2 separate regions of the Rattus norvegicus genome follow, and region 1 is linked to region 2. The links are chromatin contacts, called in public Hi-C maps. All regions are on one chromosome and are shown on one strand. The core of a region is the stretch at or near the end of the contact, and the rest is flanking DNA. Distances in the headings are between cores, read along the strand shown.

Region 1 (6,577 bases), core at 3,286-5,785, 160 kb before region 2:
GGAAAGGATACAAACCACAGAGTTCATACAAACAAAGCTATCTGCACATAGCTGAGGACAAGGTCATCCGTTCTCAGTATAGCTAGTAGAGACCACTCCTGGCTCTGGGAAATCCTTTCTCAGAACAAATAGCTTTTCCTTCCCTCTGTATCTAAGCACTATCAGAGGGGCACAGATTTTATAATTTTAGGGGTGACAGGGTGGTGGGAGAGATCATAAAGGAGGATTTCTCTCAGAAGTGATACTGCTAGGGCAAAATTCTTTGTAGAACAAGCCTGAATGCAAGGGGGGAGGAGGCAAGAAGAGTGTGAGTGGTGTGCTCAGCCACAGGGGTTTAACGGACTACTGAGGAATTAGAAGAGCAGGTGAGGACACCAGGTCTGTCAGACTGTGGCCTTCAAGGGAAGCAGTGGGAAGATGAGATTTGCTTTAAGAAAATGACCTGGGCTGTTTGTGGAGGGCAGACTAAAGAGGCACAATGGAAGCCTGGGGCAAATGCCTTTAACCCCAGCACTCAGGAGACAGAGGGAGGTGGACCTCTGAGAGTTTGAGGCCAGCTTGGTCTCCAGAACAACCAGAGCTATAACACTGAGAAATCCTGTCTCAAAAAACCAAAACCAAACAAACCAGGCAATGGGGGCTCACAACTTTAAGCCCAGCACTTGGCAGGCAATCTGAGTTCGAGGCCAGCCTGGTCTAGAGAGTGAGTTCCAGGAAAGCCAGGGATACAGAGAGACCCTGTCTGGGGTCGGGTCGGGGCGGCGGCGGCGGGGGGTGGGGGGGACCCAAGTAAACAAAAGGCACAACAGAGTTAAGGGAACGGATGGACCAGAAATCTAGGTAAAATAAAGGAACTTCTGGTTAAGGCAGAGTAATTCAAGTTAACTGAGAAGGACAGAAGGATAGTGTGTGTGTGTGTGTGTGTGTGTGTGTGTGTGTGTGTGTGTATGTAAGATGGTGGTGAGAAAATGTGGGAAGAATGAGCAGCTGAGGAGGAGGAGCAGCAGGAGAGAACAGGTGTTTGGAGGGAGGAGCAGATGCCATTGTTGGTACTGAGGCACTCATGGGACAGCCAGGTGGAGTACCAGGCTAGTGACACTAATCTGAGCGGAGGATAGCCAAGGTCCACCTGGGCCAGTAAGTTAGGTTTAGGGACCACCAGCACACGTATATAGGAAAATTGACAATATGAGAGGAAACTGAATTTCTGGGGCAATCCTTAACAGGGCTGGGGTGGGGGTGGGGATGGGAAATGCAGCTGCCAAGGCGGCTCAGCTCGGTAAACCTCACTACCTAAATCTGACCTCTGGATTCCACAGTGGAAACATAACTTTTGGAACTTAAAAACTTGGGGTTGGGGATTTGGCTCAGTGGTAGAGCGCTTACCTAGGAAGCGCAAGGTCCTGGGCTCGGTCCCCAGCCCCAGAAAAAAAAAAAAAACTTTTAGTTTTTATCAGACGTCTCAAAAAGTCTCCTTTCTTGGCAATAAGGTCTTGCTTGCTCTGTGACCCTGGCTGCCCTTAGCCTCACGATGCTGGAATTAATGGTATGTACTGCCACCTGGGACTGATTTCAATCAAAAACCATTTAAAAAAAAAGATTTAGTTTAGGTATGAGTAAGTAGGTAGTTTAGTGGGAGGTTTGCCTGCTTCTATGTTTATGCACCACGTGCATGCCTGGTGTTGGTAGAGGTCAGAGGGGGTGACTCCTTTCCAGGAAAAGGGTTCTGAGCTGCCATGTGGGTACTGGGACTTGAACGGCTGAGCAATCTCTCAGGCCCCCCAGACTTCAATTTTAATCAGATTTAGCAACCCGTAACTCAAACTTTAGCCAACTGGCTGCAACCTGAAACCTTCACAGTATGCTGCAGTCTAGACTTTGCGAATTCATTCAGGAGTTAACAGAATCTATTCTGGGTCACTTAAAATAAATCTTTGCAATGCATTCCACGGCAGTTAAAATCCAACCTCCCCTCCCTTTCCCCAAAGCCAGCGAAGTGACCACATTGCCCCCAGGTTCAATTTTATCTCAACACGCCCTGCGCGCCAACTTACAGATAGATTTCTCTGGCTCAGGGCACACTTAGCGTTCTTGCGTCTGCCTGCCTGGCTTCCTCCTGTCAAAATCTCAACAGAGCACAGGTGGCTTCCTTTAGAAGGACTTTCTCCTGCACTTTTCCACGCTACTGATATACATTCCCGCATTCACACGTGCTCCACTACACTGCCATCAGTTCTACCACCACACTGCCAGAGTTCTTCTCAGGGCTAACTCTCTAACGCACCCCAGCGCCTACAGGTACTATCCATGGAACACAAACAAGAAACACAAACGAGCCTCGGCGAACTGGGCCAGCGGTGAGCTGGGACTAGCGGTCAGGAGCTCTGCCGCACAGCCCGTAGCAGCCGCACCCGTGCCCACTGGCGCGACCCTCGCCGCGCGCAGCGGCGCGGACCCAGGCCCGCACCTGTGTCGCTCTGCGTCCTTGCGCTGAGATACTGCCGCAGTTTCCTCACGGCGCGGTCGCGGACGCCCTTCTCACTGGAGGCCAGCCGCTGTGCGAACTGGAGCTCGGTAGACTGCATGGCGGGAGCCATCGCACCCGCTTCAGCATCCCCGGGCTGCGCGCGTGCGGCTAGCCGCCGAGCGATCTGGATTGCGCCTGCGCAGGCGCCGCGGCGCGTGGGTGATGGCGTCACCGGTGCGCCGCTTGCCGCGCGCCCAGGGAGTCCGCGTGGCCCCTGTGCGAGTAGATACGTAGCCCCGCTACTGAAGTATATCCTGTGGGTGGTCCAAGTTCTGGGCGGGTAGTTAGGGTCAGATCTCCTCCGGCAGGACGACTACGGCTAACCTGATGCAGTTCTAGAGTCTAACCACAGCTAACAAAGGTCTGTCAGGGAAGCGGCGGTCCTGCCACCTCCATTCACCCGGTGTCTGTGAACTCCGCGGGCTTCCCTGAGCAGACTTGAGACCCAGAAGGAAGGCCATTATCCTGGCATCCCGAGGCTTACAACAGCACAGGGACAACTTCCACTCTCCCACCCTTCAGCGCCCCGTTCCCCTCAGGACAGTGCCTTGAGTCTTGATGCAGGCACGCAGCATTATAGAGGGAATGGGCCCTCTTCCAATGTGCTGGGACGAGTGCAGAGGGGGCGAGGAGACCCTTGCAGCGTTCTAGGACAGGTTCGGGATTTGGAGAAGAGAGAGAAACCCGTCCCTGAAGCAACAAGGGCACTTACAGAGGTGCGGTGTAGTGAACAATCCGTTCCTGCAGCGAGCAAGCCTCCCTGTCGCATCTTGGGACGGGTGCAAACTTGTTGAATGGGGAGTCAGCAAACCCATACCCACAACGACTGGGTCAGACGCAGGGATGTCCATTGGAGAGGGAAAAATTTTGAGGGTCTAACAGGGAGGGAGCTTGGCTCTGTCTTTAAGACCTCTTGCATTCAAAACACACAGTTCTGAGCAGTAGGTAGTGAGTATTGCTACAGTGAAACACCAGGATCAAAAAGCAAGCTGGGGAGGACTCCCATTTCCGTATTACTGTTCACCATGAAAGGAAGCCAGGACCAGATCTCAAACAGGACCTCAAAGAAGACAGGAACCTGGAGGCGGGAGCTGATGCAGAAGCCATGGAGGGATGTTGCTTACGGCCTTGCTCTTTGGTCAGCCTGCTTTCTTATAGAACCCAGGACCACCAGCCCAGGGCTGACTCTACCTACAACAGGTGGGGTCCTTCCCCATCAATCATTAACTAAGAAAATGCCTTACAGGTCTGCCTACAATCTGATTTTATAGAGACTTTTTTTTTTTTTTATTGAGATTCCCTCCTCTCATGGCTTTAACTTGTGTCAAGTTGACAAAACCAGAACGAGCAGGGAACACACTAAACCAATATGAAAGAAGTCTTTTAACAGTTATGCTTACTTTAGGGACATCCAAAACTCTAGGTCATCAAACATTTGAGAATTATTAGATTAGTATATTCTTCCAAGCTTTAGTTATTTCATTTTGAACCCCGCTCCCCCACCCATGTAGCCCAGGCTAGATTTCCCTTGCTGTGTAGCAAGTTGGTCTTGAACTCCAGCGTCCACCACCCAAGTGCTGGGACATAGGCATGTACCACTACATCTAGTTTCAAACCTCAGTTACCTAGCTAAAATAACTCTTCTGTGCATGCGAAAATGCATCCCTTAACACAGAAGCACTTGGCCAAGGGACGACGAGGTTCTCCCTGTGCGGTTTTTCAGTTTGTAGGTTTGGTTCTAGCATCCTCTCCGTAAACAGGGAAGGACGGATTCTGTTTGACACTCAGGCCTCATTTTGCAGGTCACAAGTCTGAAACACTGAAGGAGAAGAGCCGCAGTAGAGTCTGGTTCCTTCTCATCCCTGGGTCCAGGGGCCGAGAGTGAAGCGCAAATTTGGCGAGATTTGAACCTCGCGGCTTTCCGTATGGTCGGGCATCTTCAGATTCCCGCACTTTTTTTGCGCGTGTTAGAGAGCTCTGCGCAGGCGCACAAAGCTGAGGCCTTGGCTATGGCTGCGATCGTGGGCGAGCGTTCCGGTACTGAGGAGGCCTGCCGGGTCAGTGTGTGCCCCACATATGGGAGCTACTGGTGTTTACTTCCCTCAGGGTGACTCCTGTGCCTGAGAAGATGTCCCTGTAGCCTTGAAGGGGCCAGGCCGGGAGCCGCGCAAGGGTGGGCCAGACCAGAGACACGAGGCGCGGTTCCAAGTCATCTGTGGAGGCCTTCAAGTTAAAAAGTGGTAGCTCAGGTTTTAGGCTGTGAGGCTCTGGGGAACCAGAGCCGTGCACTTATCTGGGTTCTGCCTCTGGTGTCCCTTCACGAGAGGGCCTGGTTGACGCCTACTTCCAGTGGGACGCCATTGTATAGTAGCATGAATGTTTGGGGACAGCAGAGGCCAAAAGCAGCCGCAGGGATCCCATCCTGGAGGAGTTCAGTTTGGGGCACATTAACTTGCGGGCATTTTCTTTGGCTTTTAGAAATGTATATTTGGTTTTTCCTCTTAAGTGTTTCCATTCCCTCTTCCGCTATATTCGTTCTTACTGAATCAGAATTTTGGTGTGTTGCTCAGGCTGGTCTCCCAACGCTTGGGCAAAGCCATATTTCGGCCTCAGTCTCTTGAGAAGCTAGGACTATGGGTGTGGATTACCACCCTCATCCACCGCCGGCAAGGCTCTCTGTATATAAAGCCCACGTATACACAAACACACTCACGAATACACATCTATATCCATATATGTGTAACAGAAGGGACATCAGATGCCAGGGGTGGTGGAAGAGGCCTGTAATCCAGAACTAGGGAGGCAGAGGCAGGCCCACTGCCTAGTCTGCAGAATTCCAGAACAGCCAGGGCTACACAGTGAGACCCGCCCTCTCAAAAAGCAAATCAAAGCTCCAGTGCGCGCGCGCTTTGGAACACACACACACACACACACACACACACACACACACACACACAGACACACACACAGACACACACGAACATGATGTAAACACATTTGTGAGGCAGTTATGAATGTAAGAGTCTGGAAAGAAAAGGAAAGTTGATTTGGGTTGCTAGTTCTAGTCATCTGAAGAGAAATGCTACAATGCTAAGACCTGCTTGTTCCTTTAGCACATGGAATCTAAGGAAGAATTCGTTAAAGTCAGAAAGAAGGACCTGGAGCGGCTGACGACGGAAGTGATGCAAATCCGGGACTTCTTACCCAGAATACTAAATGGGGAGTTACTGGAAAGCTTCCAGAAGTTGAAGATTGTAGAAAAAAGTGAGTTTTCCCTCATGTGTGCCCTCTTGTCTTTAGGTGGGTAGGGGGCGCCAGCTTTCAGTGTTGAGCTAAGTCCAGGATTGCTAGGACTTGTCTATCCAGATGTTTGACATTTGAACAATGTATCAAATACCAGTCGGGACCCTGTTATTATTATTATTTTTTTGGGGGGGGGGAGGTACTTGGAGCTTGCAAAAGCACTTTCCCAATTGGGACTGGACTGCAATCCAATCAGCTTTTCGGTGGGTAAGGCTAATTTCTCAAGTCACATCGGACCGCCAGCCCTCATAGTGTGCGCCCCAGAGGCCCAAGTAATGTCTTGAGCTGTAAGTCCAAATAAGGAAGTGTCTTATTTTTCCCCAGTAATTTATTTATTCACTTTACGTCCCGATTGCAGCCCCTCCCCCACACCAGTGTGGTGTCGTCCTGTCATCCCGAAGGTGTCCTCAGCTGCCCCCACCTCCTTCCCCACCAAGAAAGTGTCTTGACTGAGGAATGTAGGTTTCCGAGCCAGTCTCGATGGTGCCCGTGCCTGTAATCCAGTACTTAGGTGGTGGAGGTATAAGGACCGGGAGTTCAGGATCATTTTCCCCTATGTACCAAGTTCAAGCCTCACCTGAGAGCTGTGAAACAGGCAGCACAGTGATCTCAGAAGGGGAGGACAATCAGGCCACATAAGTTGTAAGCTAGAAGGGATCGGAATGTGGGTTTCTAGTTTGTACACGTGTACTTTGCCAGTTAGCCAGCCCTATTCAGTTAGAAGGGTGAAGCAGTTAGAAGTTTGTG
Region 2 (6,680 bases), core at 1,033-3,532:
AGGCAGCATCCGCCACTGGGTCTGGGCCCCAAGCTTTTCTTTGGCGCTGACTCAGTGAAAGTGAGGACGTGGCTGCTCTTAGGTTTGATTGAGGGGAAGGGTTTTTTGTTTTGTTTTGTTTTGTTTTGTTTTTTTATTGTAGATATGAGGGAGAGATCAGCCAGAGGCATCTGGAAGGGTCCTGACGGAACACAGCCAGCACAATAGATTGAGCCGTGAGAGGAGAGAGAGAAGGGGGAGTAAGGGGGGAAGGAGAGAGGAGGACAAAAGAAGACCCAGGAGAGAGAGAGAGAGGGAGGGAGGGAGGGAGGGAGGGAGGGAGGGAGGGAGAGAGAGAGAGAGAGAGAGAGAGAGAGAGAGAGAGAGAGAGAGAGAGAGAGACAACACCAAGGGAAAGAGGACCAAGAGAAGAACCAAGAGAGTCCAGTGGTTAGCTTACATAGGAATGAGAAGTGTCAGTTCTGATACGTTAATGGGCACCTCAGCCATTTGTCCTTTGGGACCTCACACTGAGGACATGTTTGCAAACACCTCAGACCTTTTGGAAAGGCTTTGACTAGATGGATGCCAGTGGGTGGACAGGCTGGGAAGGGATGAGGGCCCATGAGGCAAGAACAAAGGGGTTTTCCTACCCTCTGCCCAGCTCTCCTGGGACCAGGGTAAGAGGTTAGGATTCCCAAGGGCGAGGGGAGCAGCGGTAAGCTTCTCAGATGGGAGAGACTAAAAATACTGCCCCTGGGACAAACCAGAGGAGCATATGGGAAGGCTAAAGGGACCCTGAGATGCCTAGTGTCCTTGAATGCCCTTCGAAATACTTGAACCAGAAAAGGTCAGGATGGAACTGGTGAAATCTTTGTGGGGGTGAGGTATAGTAACAGTAGTATATTTTGGCCCCCTCATTCTCTCTCTCAGGCTAGCCTACACCACCCCCCATCTGCCCAAAAAGTCTTCCTCCCTTGAGGAATCAATTCTGATGAATTCTGAATCAATTTTGATTAATACCCGCCCCTTGCTAATTTTTCTCTCACACAGGAAGCCACGAGGAAGGGAGACACGTAAGTTTAGCTCCAAACTGCCGCCTTCCTTGCCTTTGGAGAATCGTCTGTCCCTTTTCCAGTCTGCCCTTAAGAACACATCTTACTTTCTGATGAGGTGTGAGGGAACACAGACAGAAGGAGTCACCCACATGCCCGTTTCCACTCTCTCCATACTCCGTCTCCCCTTTAATGGGCCCTGCTTCCGGCAGGCACTCTCAGGGTCAGTCCCAAGGTCCCAGCCACCCTGTGTCCTATCTGTTCTCAGCTTGGGGACAGACAGGGTGGGCCAATTGGCAGACAGCAAGGGAATGGGCAAAGTGCCCAGTCCTCCAAGGGCCCCACTTATCAGCCCTGAGTAGGGGCTGGGTCCTTCCGCTGCCTGTGTCTAAAGCACCAGTCCTAATCAGCTGCCCCAGAACACTGCCGGACCAGCATGGTGAGCTAGTTCGAGGTGGCCCTTGAAGCAGGAGGCTTCAGGACCATGAGTCGCGTTTTCTTGCTTCAACTTTCCAATTGCTGAATATTTTGAGATTTTTTTTTCTGCCTGTAACAAAAATAAGTGGTGTTCAACTGACCAACAGTTTCCTAGAACCAGCCATTCTTGCAGCTGGCCGGCCCTCTCAGGGATGAAGTGAGGGTCAAGGGGCAGAGGCTGCTGGCTGCACATCGAGTGCTCGGCGAAGCAGAGTGATCAGTCTAGGCCCACCAGCCCCAGAGCCCCACGACGAAAATCCCGCGGTCCTATTCCACCCTGCTGCGTCCGAAGGGGGCAGTGAGCAACCACGGGGCACCGTACCCACTATGGGTTTACCCGCCCCCCGGAAGAGGTCCCGAAGCAGACTGTCTCCTAGTCGGTGGGCCACAGCAGTGTCGCCCGTGCCCGGCAGGGGGCGCCGGCAGCCTCGGGCGGCTGCTGAGCCCGGTCCCTGACGTCACCGCCCGCGGTCGCCATAGCAACGGCCTCACCAGCGCGCGCGTCAGAGCCTCCAGTCTCTTGGCAACCGCCCGATCTCCGCTCCCCCTCGGCAGGCACCGGGCCGCGCGTCGCTCTGGCGTCAAAACGACGTCAATGGGCTGTGCCTGCCGCGGGGGGCGGGGGCGGGGCGGGGCTTGCGCGGGGCGGGGCCGGGGCGGGGCGGGGCGTTGCCGCGTGCGGCCGGCGGCGGCGGGGCGCTGACATGCGGCGCGGCCCGGGCGGCGGCAGCAGCGTTGGCGGCGGCGGCGCGAACGGCGGGCGCCGGAGCAGAGCAAGCAGCCGAGCGAGTGGCGTCCCGGGTCGGGCACACGGAGGGCGGCGGAGGTGAGCGATGGCGCGAGTTCGGGTCTCCGAGGCCCGCAGGTGCGCGCATAGGGTCGCGGGCAGGACTCCAGCCCCGCGGGCTCCCCATTGTTGCGGGTCGGCGCCCGGAGGCGGGTCTGTGAGCGCCCGGTTGAGAAGCCTGTCCTAAGGGACTGAGCGCTGGCTCTAACGGACGGGAGCACGGTGAAAGCCCGGGGCCCGAGGGTGTCCAGGGGCTGGCGTGGGGTCCACCGAGGGTGGACTGCTGGCGCGCGCTCCCGGTCAGGACCGGGGGTCGGGGGGCGCGTGCGTGGGGGCTCGCACTGAGGGAACCTGGGATCGAGGGGGCGCGCGCGTGGGGGGCGCGGGCTGGGAGCCTAGGATCCTAGGGCTCTGACTAGGGAATTCGGGGTAAAGGGGGTGCGTGCGTGGAGACTTTAGTCCAGGGGGACACAGTGTCAAGGAATGAGCGAGTGGGGGTGTGAGCTGCGATCCAGTGTCGGGGCCACAGTAGGAGCCTCGGGCTGGAGGAACACAGGGTCGAGGACGCACGCCCGGTGGCCAGTGGGACAGTTTTGGTGGCCGGGCTTGGCGGGGAACGGGATCGGGCCGGGGTCGGTCGGTGCTGAGCGCACTCCTCGCTGACCCGCAGGTGCGGCCCGAAGCCATGGTGATCATGTCGGAGTTCAGCGCGGTCCCCACAGGCACCGGCCAGGGCCAGCAGAAGCCCCTCCGGGTGGGCTTTTACGACGTGGAACGAACCCTGGGCAAAGGCAATTTTGCAGTGGTTAAGCTGGCGCGGCACCGAGTCACCAAAACGCAGGTGCGCGCGCGTGTTGTGTGTGTGTGTATGTGTGTGTGTGTGTGTGTGTGTGTGTGTGTGTGTGTGTGTGTGTGTGTGTGTGGTGTGGGGGGAGAACTAAACCAGGGGGGTGGATCCAGCCAGGGGGTGGACCCCTGTGCTGATTCAGTCCTGCAGAGTTGATTGTCACAATTGTAAACGATGACAGTGTTTAGTCTGGTAAAGGGGGGAAAAAAAAGCTTCTACATAATTTGTACAATTACTAGGGAACAGCGAAGATAATAATGACCAGCAGCCGCCCCCTCCCCGCAAGAGGGGGGGAGGGAGAGAGGATGGAAGGGGGGAGAGAGAGAGAGAGAGAGAGAGAGAGAGAGAGAGAGAGAGAGAGAACAGGAGAAGGAACAACAGAAACGAGCGGCTGCTGGTAACGCTAGCTGGCAAATGGCAAATACAGGGGCTTTAATTCAACTTCTATCCCTTTGAATAATGTTAGTGGCTACTTTTATTTTATTTTTCCCCCCAACTTCTTGTGACCTTTTGAAGACATCAAACGTTCGAGAAATTCACTTGCCAAAAAAATAAAATAAATAAATAAATAAATAGAAAGAAAGAAAAAAGACGGTGCAAATGAGGTGACTTGAAGGTTTATTTACCCTCCCCTCTTCCTTTGAAAATCTGTAGGTTGCAATTAAAATAATTGACAAGACACGGTTAGATTCTAGTAATCTGGAGAAGATCTACCGGGAGGTCCAGCTCATGAAACTCCTGAACCACCCAAATATTATCAAGCTTTACCAGGTGAGCCGGAGGGGCCTCCCTGCTCCGTGGGACACATCCATTGATTTTTCTCCTGTCACACCCTGAGACTCCTTGGGTCCCTGAAGGTAGTTTGGGGTTTCCGATGCTGTGTGGGAACCGAACCACTTAGTACAAAGTAGCTGGATTGACCTTCACGAGGCTGGGTAGCTTTATTGACTGTTGAGTCTCTTGCTGTGGGTCCTACCTGTTCACGTTTTGGACATGTTGAGATCTGTTGACAAAGTCCTGTCACTGGGAGGATAGCCCTGTGTATGCTCGGTCGGCTCGAGCGAAGGACAAACTTGAGCAAAACTCGGAACTTCTGCCTTTGCAGATGGTTGCTAAACGTCAAAGAAGCAGCTGTTCTTTCCCCAGGTCTCCTTAATGTATCTTTGGGATACAGCGCTAAGGAAAGACAGGGAGATACTTCAGCCCCTAGGAACTTGCCATTTAATCTGGGCGGAGGACGTGCGTGCCTCACCCGCTTGTCTGTCTGTTGTTCCCTGACAATCTTCCTCAGCAGTCTGCCTGGTGATAACTGGCTGCTTCTGCTGCTGTGAAATAGCTCTGTGTGTGTGGAGAAACCAGGGCTTGTGGGTTGAATTGGTGTGTGGTTCCTGTCAGTGACTCTCAGGATCCTTGTGAGCCTGGGGTGACTGCAAGGGACAGTTGGAAAAGCTGTGCGCACGGTTCAGGAGGGGAAAGAACTGTAATTTAAAATTACCCCCTGGCCAGTCCTTTTCAGAACAAAGACAGACAGGTCTCTGGAGCTTGTGTTTGGCCTGTGGTGACGGCTCCCTCTGAATCTCTTAAGCACAGAGCCCAGGGCTGTGCATTCAGGGGGTCGTGCCTTATTTCAGTCTTTAAGTGGTGGTGCTTGAAGACAGGTTTCCTCTGTGGTCAGTGCTTGAGAGAGGGGACTGGGGAGGCTTGACCCCTGTGCTCCTGCCTGTTTGTGGATGCCCATCTGTCTTAGCACCCTCTTCCTGCCTTCCACTTGCCCACCAGGTCAGTCTCACCAAGGGAACGTTACCCAGGGGATGGATGTCAGAGTAGATATTTTAGCTCCTGTCTTCAGTGACTCAGCCTTCAGGATCTGGTGGGCTGCTGAGGCCAGTTGGTCCTCTGGTCTCGCTTGATACTGGTGTCTAGCATTCATTCAGCTGGCCCCGGGCCCCAGAGGCCTGCTGAGGCATCTCATTCTCTCCTTTGGGTGGGGGTGGGGAGTGTTCGTCTGGTTGTATCTGTTGAGATAGGGTCTTGCCATGTAGTTGCTCTAGCTGGCCCTGGTGCTCTCTGTGCCCTGCCGGCCTTAAATTGTGGCAGTCTCCCGCCGCATAGTCTCTGAGGACAGATGTCTGCCACCACGGTTGGCTTATTTTGGGTCTTAAAAGGTTAAAAGATGTAGACTCTGAGTTCATTTTCCTTCCCCTTTCTGACCTCTGCTGCACCGTGGGGAGTGGGGAGGGGACGATGGCTGAACTTTGAGCTGAATTGCTATGGTTTTTAATAACACTTTTCTTAGTAAAATTTATGACTGAAGAAGCTTCTTTAAAAGTATCTTCTAAAGGAATAACAGTACATCTTAAACCCAAAGAAACCTTTCTTCCTATTGGAATATAGGAAGAAATATTTTCTCTATTTACTTGTATTGAGACAGTTTCACTACGTAGACTGACTGGGCTAGGACTGCTATGTAGAGCAGGCTGGCCTTGAACTTCTGGTAATTCTGCCTCTGCCTCCTGAGTGCTGGGATTACAGGAGTATGCTACATACCTGGCTCCCCTGGAATATTTAACCTATGGGTATGCACAAGTGAGGGAACAACAACAATAAGCCCTGAATCTTTGTATCTTTGTTGCTTAGTTATGGTTTAAATGGTTTTTTTTTTTTTTGTAAGTAACAAAGTTGCCGATCAATAAATAAACTCTGAAGGTGTATGTTGACACTGACCGTCACTGTTGACACATGCCAGGCACTGCACTGTACAAAGAGCAGTCCCCTGTAGCTTACCTTGGCAAGGCTGTGTTCTTAAAGGCTTAATGTCCTGTCAATAAAGCGAGGGGGGCCGGGGCATTTGTATCGATCACTCTGGCTGCTTTGGGTTTTGTCCCTGGGGCTTCTGAAAGGACACTCCCAGGATCCTGGCACGCATGGCCTTCAGAGCTCCCAGGGGGGCATGCAAGGCAAATGCTTGCCCTGTCCAGTCTTGTTTGTGGCTCTCTCCTTTTTTAGAGGAGGGTTGCCAGGACAGACAGGACCAGGAGACGGCGGGGTGGATGTGTGTAAAGTTGCTTCTCTGGGTTGTGGATTTTTTTTCCCCCTCCCTCTCTCCTTCCTTAAATGATGGAGGTAGTTTTTTGGAGAGGTCAAAGGTTGCTTTGGGTTCGAGTGCGACTACCACGGCGTCTATGTGAGCCTTTCTCCTCCCCTTAAGTTTTTCCTTATTTTTGTTGTCACTTCAGGTTATGGAGACAAAAGACATGCTGTACATTGTCACGGAGTTTGCCAAAAATGGAGAAATGTTCGGTGAGTCCCATTTCTTGTAGCACTAGGCGAAACCTGCCTCCTTGTGCCGCCCTGCATGCCTACACCTCCAAAGGTCCTCAGCATGTCTTTGCCCTGCCCCGGGGAGGCTCAGCGTCTTCTGGTGTGACTTTTCCTTTGGTTGTCCCTCAGATTATCTGACTTCCAACGGGCACTTGAGTGAAAACGAGGCTAGGAAGAAATTCTGGCAGATCCTGTCAGCCGTGGAGTACTGCCA

Evidence for each region. Hi-C and Micro-C count contacts between places; a contact is called where the count stands out from the background.
Region 1: a Hi-C map of kidney shows a contact between it and region 2, with 3 times the contacts expected there. The contact joins the promoter of Hsf2bp here to the promoter of Sik1 in region 2. A contact is called at or near these places in 12 of 12 Hi-C or Micro-C datasets (the A7r5 cell line, the Rat2 cell line, Schwann cells and 7 more) and 1 of 1 datasets of contacts at active chromatin or transcription factors (oligodendrocytes).

Annotation. Positions count from the first base shown.
Region 1 is chr20:10,118,901-10,125,477 of GRCr8, reverse strand. Hsf2bp (heat shock transcription factor 2 binding protein) reads left to right here and starts at 4,535. Exons shown (of 8, transcript NM_001127683.1): 1 at 4,535-4,584; 2 at 5,641-5,791. The coding sequence starts at 4,537. Rrp1b (ribosomal RNA processing 1B) reads right to left here and starts at 2,653. Exons shown (of 16, transcript NM_001427282.1): 1 at 2,468-2,653. The coding sequence starts at 2,597.
Region 2 is chr20:9,954,248-9,960,927 of GRCr8, reverse strand. It overlaps Sik1 (salt-inducible kinase 1), which reads left to right and starts at 2,282. Exons shown (of 14, transcript NM_021693.3): 1 at 2,282-2,337; 2 at 2,969-3,139; 3 at 3,800-3,916; 4 at 6,382-6,445; 5 at 6,596-6,680. The coding sequence starts at 2,984. LOC108349047 (a long non-coding RNA gene) reads right to left here and starts at 2,075. Exons shown (of 4, transcript XR_001842578.3): 1 at 1-2,075.